2 separate regions of the Hordeum vulgare genome follow, and region 1 is linked to region 2. Evidence: chromatin contacts called from public Hi-C data. All regions are on one chromosome and are shown on one strand. Each heading gives the region's core, a stretch centred on a gene start, on an enhancer-like site or on the middle of the called end of the contact. The rest is flanking DNA. Distances are from core to core; before and after follow the strand shown. Region 1 has its middle 13 kb from the start of LOC123405586. Region 2 holds the start of LOC123401959.

Evidence for each region. A called contact is a pair of places that touch in the nucleus more often than the background predicts.
Region 1: a contact with region 2 is called in a Hi-C map of leaf, with 3 times the contacts expected there. The contact joins the enhancer-like site here to the promoter of LOC123401959 in region 2. A contact is called at or near these places in 2 of 6 Hi-C or Micro-C datasets (leaf and seedling).

The regions. Positions count from the first base shown.
Region 1 is chr6H:449,261,724-449,265,480 of MorexV3_pseudomolecules_assembly, forward strand. No RefSeq gene overlaps it. Among protein-coding and RNA genes, the nearest start is that of LOC123405586, 13 kb to the left of the region's middle. Within about 2 kb of position 2,503, at least 2 of the 3 cell types and tissues checked have open chromatin away from gene starts, as enhancers often do. A contact at or near this core is called in leaf, where this site is marked.
Region 2 is chr6H:448,974,512-448,978,321 of MorexV3_pseudomolecules_assembly, forward strand. LOC123401959 reads right to left here and starts at 2,314. Exons shown (of 1, transcript XM_045095824.1): 1 at 570-2,314. The coding sequence starts at 1,634. The coding sequence ends at 768.

The sequences.
Region 1 (3,757 bases), core at 1,253-3,752, 290 kb after region 2:
ATTTGATGGATTTTAGTATATTTAATGAACTTTTTTGAAATCCCAATTTTCTAATTCTTGTTTTTTTTATTTAATATTTTGTCTTTTCATAAAGTCAACCGTTGAAATAAGCCTGATCAACTAGGAGCGAGCCTGTCATACCAACCAGGGGTATTCGTCAAGGTGATCCAATCAGCCCCTACCTTTTTCTTCTTTGTACTGAAGGATTGTCATGTCTGCTTAAATAACAGAAAAACCAAGGAGTGCTACATGGTATTAAAAATGGTCGTCTTGGTCCTGCTATTTCTTATTTACTGTTCGCAGATGATAGTATTTTCTTTGCAAGAAGTGATAGGAGGAGTGTGGAGGCTTTGAAAGAAACACTTCAGTTATATTGTCAGGGGTCGGGTCAAAAGATAAATCTAGATAAATCTTCCATTTTCTTTGGTAATGGTTGTCCAGAGGAGATCAAGAATGAGGTTAAACATAGCCTGGGTGTTTTTAATGAGTCTCTCCAGGATTCATATCTTGGTATGCCAACTGAGGTTGGGCGATCACCTACAATGACTTTCAGATATTTGTATGATCGTATGTGGAAGCGCATCAATGGTATGTCTGTTCGACCTTTATCTAGAAAGGGAGTGGAGATCTTATTAAAGTCTGTGGTTCAGGCAATTCCTACATTTGTGATGAGTTGTTTCCGTTTACCTGTTGGTACATGTGAGCAAATGAGGAGAACTATCTCTGATCAGTGGTGGGGGTTTGCTGATGGTAAAAGGAAAATGCATTGGAAATCTTGGGATTGGTTGACATGTCCGAAGTCTATGGGTGGAATGGGGTTCAGAGATATGTGCATGTTTAATCAAGCAATGTTGGGCAAACAATGTTGGCGTTTACTTACAGATCCAGATTCTCTGTGTGCGAGGGTTCTTAAAGGCCGTTATTTCCCAAACACTGATTTCTGGGATGCAAAATGTCCACGATCTGCTTCCTACACATGGCGGAGTATTCTTCATGGTATGGAGTTGGTTAAATCTGGAATCCGTTGGGGTGTGGGAAATGGTTCTACAATCAAGATTCAAGAGGATAATTGGATCCCGGGAGTGAATTCTCAGGTCTTGCATTTGCTTTCTCCTCTTTCGGCCGGCCAGAAGGTTAGTTCTCTTTTTGCTGAAGATGGTTTGCATTGGAACGAACAGCTAGTTAGGTCAATTTTCGATGCTGCTGTGGCGGAACAAGTGCTTCAACTTCCTATCAGTCGTTTTGGTGACAGTGATTTTGTTTCCTGGCCTCATACTCGGTCTGGTACATTTTCGGTCCGTTCAACATATCACTTGGCTAGAATGACAAAGGTTTATTCATCCCATAGTATCACAGGCCGTGGTATGTCCTCTAATCTCCATTGTGAAACCAGTTCATGGAACAAACTCTGGGCGATCAAGGCACCGGGGAAAATGATAATTACTCTATGGAGGTTTTCTCATGATTGCCTCTCATCTGGGATGCAGCTTCATGGGAGAGATATTCCTGCATCTAAGGTTTGTGTTCATTGTTCTGTTGAGGAGCGTATTGAACATGCTTTGCTTTTTTGCCCATATGCACAAGCTGTTTGGTCTGATATCAAAGGTTATTTCGATGTGCATCTTTGTCGGAATGGATTTACAAATTGCAAATCATGGATTTTTGATTTCCTGGATCGATGCGATGACCTTGCAGCTACTGTTTTAGCAGTCACATGTTGGCATATTTGGGATGCTCGTAACAAACTCAGAGAAGAAAATATTCACCAGCACCCGTCTAGTCTTGCTCTCAAAATCAAAGCTTATGTTGATATGATTGTGGAGCACTTGTTCATTAACAGACCTAACCATAGGCGTGAACCTTTTTCAATAGCATCTTGGGTTCCGCCGCCGGCAGGTAAAGTGATGATTAATGTGGACGCTGCTCTCTTTTCCAATACCAGGAGCATGGGGGCATGTGTAGTGATGCGAGATCAGTTGGGAGCTTGTATTGTTTCCTACGGTATTGGTGTGCCTGACGTTTACAATCCTGAGTTGGTAGAGGCAATTGCTATCAAGAGAGGCTTGCTATTTGCTTTGGATGAAGGTATCCAGGAGATTGTTCTTGCTTCAGATTGTTTGACTGTGATTCAACGTATAAATTCTTTGGTCATGGATCGATCTCCTTGTAGTCCTGTGATTCAAGACATCAAGCATATTAGAGCTTCTTTCAGTAGTTGTTCTTTATTTCATGTGCGCCGAGAGCAAAATGTTTCTGCACATTTGTTTGCTAGATCTTGTAATCAGCTAGGGTATCGTGTTTGGCGTGGTGTGGCTTCCGAATGCATCCGGAAATGAATTTGTATGAACATTTTGCCATAATCTATAAAGTGGTGTGTTATAAAAAAAACTAGGAGCGAGCGAGCGGCCAGTGGGACGGGCGCTCGCCGTATGGGCCAGCCACTCATTTGGTGGCTGTGAGCGCCAGATTTCTTAGTTGGCGCCTGAAGCGCCAACAGGAGCCAACTAGGAGCGAGACCTGTGGAATATCCCATTCGTCGCTCTATAGGAAGTGGTGCCGGCGCTTCACACAGTGCGGGGAAGGTACCGATTTTAAATAGGCTGGCCTATTTGACGGGTTGCACAGTCTCAAATTTAGGAATTTTCATTTTTTTTTCGGTTTTGTGAAACTTCTAGAAGTTTTCTTCATCCAGATTTTTCTTTTTTCTTTTTTCTTTTATGTTTCTGTTTCAATAAATGTTCTGGATTTTTAAAAAATGTTCTTCATTTTATAAAAATGTTCTGTATTTTCCAACAAATTCTTTTCAGTTTCAAAATTTATTCTTAAGTTTCAAATTTATTCTCGGTTTCAAAATTAGTTTTTAAGATTCAAAAAATGTTCGTGCTTTAAACAATTGTTCGCGCTTCCAAAAAAATTCATTTTTTTTTTCAAATTGTTCTTCATTTCATAATTTTATTCTCAAGATTAAAAAATGTCGTTCTTTAAAAAATCGTCCGCGCTTCCAAATATGTTCAGAAATTTTCAAAATTGTTCTCGGCTTAAAAATTATTTCTCAAGATTCAAAAAATATTGGTGCTTTAAAAAATTATTCGCGCTTCCAGATTAGTTCTTTTTTACAAAAATGTTCTTCGTTTCAAATTTTTGTTCTCAAGATTCAAAAAAAATTCATGCTTTCAAAACTTCCTCGCGGTACCAAATTTGTTCAGCATTTTTGGAAATTGTTCTTGGTATCAAAATTTGTTCTCAAGATTCAAAAAATTTGTTCGCCCTTTCAAATTTTTCGAGGTTTTCAAAATTGTCCCCTTTTCAAAATTTGGTTCTCAAGATTGAAAAAATGCTTATGCGTTAAAAAATTGTTCGCACTCCCAAATTTGTTCATGTTTTTTCAAAATTGTTCTAGGTTTAAAATTTTATTCTCAGGATTCAAAAACTATTCATGCTTTAAAAGATTTCCTAAATTTCGAATGTTCTTGCTTTTAAAAAATGTTACAAATTTAGAAAAAATATCAGTTTTCAAACTTAGTTCATGAATTCAAAAAATGTTCTTCAAATTGGAAATTTATTTTTTTGCTTCAAATACGAAAAATATTGGAAAAAGTAAAGAAAGCGAACTAAAAAAGAAATAAAGAATATAAATAAGCAGAAAATAAAAGTAAAAGAAAAGTATATTCTATTTTTTTGAAACAATAAAAAAATAAGCTGGGTCGACCCAGTTGGGTGAGCCCCTGTGCGTTGCAAGATACGGCGGGTAGGAGCT
Region 2 (3,810 bases), core at 1,064-3,563:
TTGGCGGGAACAAGATGCTCAATAACGCGGGTCAGAGCTAGCAGGAGGAGGTTGGGGATCATTGATTAGTCCGGTTTGGTGCACCCGCAAACGAAAAAGAGTAAATGGAGGCGGGAGCAGCCATCGGCCGCCCATATAAATGTGCTGCCGGCCTCCATGTGAAACCTCTGACCAAACGGAATTGATTTGATGCGTCTCTCACGGAGCAGTGGTAGGGAGTAGTAGTAGGGAGTATCCATCGGCCGCCTCAGATTCAGAATTCCGTTCGGACAGCACAATGCGATGGCGAACCTTCTTTTCTAATTTAATCGGCGCACACACACACACCAGATCTCTCGCGCTCATAACTCGGGCATTCAATTCCATACACTATGCATTCCCCGTACCTACTGCCATCACGCGTCAGTAAAGTCTATTCCTTCTTAATTCCCGGACATCAAAGCGGCAACGGATTAAGTTTTTGCAAATCAAATCAGATTAGAAGTTTAGAACCAGACGGCTAGCTGCACAAAGGAGGTGAACACCCAACTCATTACAGTCTCAAAAGATGATCAGCGGGCGAGCAATCAGGAGTAATAACCTAGTGGTTGTAGTATATATGTCAACGGAGTGTTCTCCGAGTATGAAATCTCACGGACTCATCTTCACAAATGGACAAGATGTAAACAATAAAAATATCCACAGAAAGCTAAGGGTGGTAGTAATTGGGATCGGGTGATGAAGGAAGACTAAAGAAAATTCAAGGAGAAGAAAGAAAAAAGAAGAGATCACCGGAAGCGACCGCCGTCGGCGAGCTTCCTGGAGCGGCAGCGGCCAACGGAGGCGGCGCTGTGGAGCGGCGACGGCCGCAGCTCGGAGGAGAAGGAGCCGGGGTCCGGCGGCTGCGCGGCGCGGTGGCGGCGCCCGGGGCTTGGCCGCACCAGCGGGCTGAGGCAGACGGCCAGTCCCGAAGGCATGCTGTTGGTCTGGCGGCGCCGGCACGGGGTCCTCCGCATCGGGGAAGGTGACGGCCGCCACGCGGGTTCAGCGGGCGAGCTGCTCTCCTCGCCGCTGCCCTGACTGCCCCTCTCCGGCGACAGCCCCCGGTTGCTGACCACGCGGCAGGAGCGCCTGGGCGGCGGCGACGCGGGTAGCACGGCGTCGGCCGGTACCTGTTTTTTGCGACGGCGCGGGATGATCCCGACGAGCCAAGAACGGCTCTTCTTGCGCTCCTTGGCTGTGTCCTTGTCCTCCGACCCGTGGTGGCGGTGGTGGTGGTTCCCGAAGAGCGTGGAGAGCAGGGAGAACTTGCCGGCGCGCGGCTTGTGGTACCCGATGTCGCCTTCCTCGAGCGGGGCGCTGCCGCCGTAGGCTGGGCCGACCTGCGGCGTCCGGAAGAAGAGCAGGCTCGGGTGGTGGTGCCTGAGCGCGCCGCCCGAGGAGTCGGACTTCCTGCGGGACACGTAGGGCGACACGGACCTTGGGAACGCCGGGGCCGGGGCCGCGGCCGGAGGGTGAGCGGCGGGCGGAGGAGTGGACGGCGACGAGGCGTCGTTCTGCGCGGCGGCGAGCACGAGCAGGCGGTCCCGCAGGCACGTGGCGCAGACGCCGCCGCCGGCCTGCGACGGGTGCCTCTTGCAGCACCTCATGCCCATCTCATCTCATCTCATCTCCCTCGGCACGGGCGCGGCGGGTGCTAAATTCTCGCGGCCGACGCCGACGCACGCACCTGCCGCCCGCCTTTCCTTCTTTCCTTTTCGGTTTGTTTAGGCTCGGGTGGGCTTCTTCGAAATGGGAAGTTGGTCGGCGGAGGTGGTGCTGGTGGTGGTGCAGGTGCTCGGGATCTTTTCTCCGTCCGTCAGGGGAGGGAGGCCGCGGCCGCGGCCGCCGGGGGCATAAATAAGGTTCGGGGACGAAGAGAAGGAGGAGAAGAAAGATGGAGGCGCGGACGGGAGAGGGGCGATGGATCGACAATGATACCCGCGGGCAAGGCAATGCAATTGACCGCGTCTTGGACGATTCGATTCGATTGGTTTGCGTTCCTGTTTGAGTAGATTTGCATTTTGGCCTTGGACCCGGCTCCCGTTCCCGGTTTCCTCGCACAGTGAGAATAACGCATGTGCCGAGTAAAGTTGTGTTTTGGCTTTGGCATATCCACACTCCACTTCCCCAATAGTTATGATGATAGGGGGGACAACAAAAACTAACACCCCACCCACCAATTGCTCTCCGAACCAATTCCTTGCTATCCGCTTTTCGTGAAATTGAGGTCTGTTTTTCTATCTGAGAAAAATGTCCCTCTTTGCGTTTTTTTAGCCGTGCGTCGACGCCATCTGTCACGATCGAAAGTATTGTCGTCTCTCCTTGTAACTGAGATACATTTTCCTATCTGGGGTGGGGGGGGGGGAATGCGCCGCGCTTCCTCCCGCAATATGTGCATTCACGACAATTGCCACGACATAAGTAGTATTCACTCTTCGCGAAACGAATCTCATTTGACTGTATCTCCCCGCAAGAGAATGATTCTTCCCTCGATCCGTGCATCGACGCCAACCGCCATGACCAAAAGTATTATCGACTCTCCTCAAAACTATATAGTTTGTTTCCCTATATTGGGAGGGGAATGTGTCGTGTTTTCGTGTTTCTTCCCTCCTTCCACGCATTGATGCATTGATGCTAACTGCCACAATCGGAAGTACTATCCGCTCTCCTTCATACGATGCTTTGTTCCTGTATCTCCCTTGAAGAGAGAGGCGTCTTGATTCATCCCTTGATTCGTGGATCGATGACAACTGCCATGACTAGAAGTCTCTCGTTCCCCTATCATGTTGTTGTTGGGGAACGTCGCATGGGAAACAAAAAATTTCCTGCGCGCACGAAGACCTATCATGGTGATGTCCATCTACGAGAGGGGATGAGTGATCTACGTACCCTTGTAGATCGTACAGCAGAAGCGTTAGTGAACGCGGTTGATGTAGTGGAACGTCCTCACGTCCCTCGATCCGCCCCGCGAACAATCCCGCGATCAGTCCCACGATCTAGTACCGAACGGACGGCACCTCCGCGTTCAGCACACGTACAGCTCGACGATGATCTCGGCCTTCTTGATCCAGCAAAAGAGACGGAGAGGTAGAAGAGTTCTCCGGCAGCGTGACGGCGCTCCGGAGGTTGGTGATGACCTTGTCTCAGCAGGGCTCCGCCTGAGCTCCGCAGAAACGCGATCTAGAGGAAAAACCATGGAGGTATGTGGTCGGGCTGCCGTGAAAAAGTCGTCTCAAATCAGCCCTAAAACCTCCATATATATAGGTGGGAGGGAGGGGACCTTGCCTTGGGGCTCAAGGAGCCCCAAAGGGGTCGGCCGAGTCCAAGGGGGGAGGACTCCCCCCCCCAAACCGAGTTGGACTTGGTTTGGTGGGAGGGAGTCCCCCTTCCTTCCCACCTCCTCCTGTTTTTTTCTTTTCTCTTGATTTTCTCTTCTTGGTGCATAAAGCCCTTTTGGGCTGTCCCACCAGCCCACTAAGGGCTGGTGTGCCACCCTCAAGGCCTATGGGCTTCCCCGGGGTGGGTTGCCCCCCCCTCCCCGGTGAACTCCCGGAACCCATTCGTCATTCCCGGTACATTCCCGGTAACTCCGAAAACCTTCCGGTAATCAAATGAGGTCATCCTATATATCAATCTTCGTTTCCGGACTATTCCGGAAACCCTCGTGACGTCCGTGATCTCATCCAGGACTCCGAACAACATTCGGTAACCAACCATATAACTCAAATACGCATAAAACAACGTCGAACCTTAAGTGTGCAGACCCTGCGGGTTCGAGAACTATGTAGA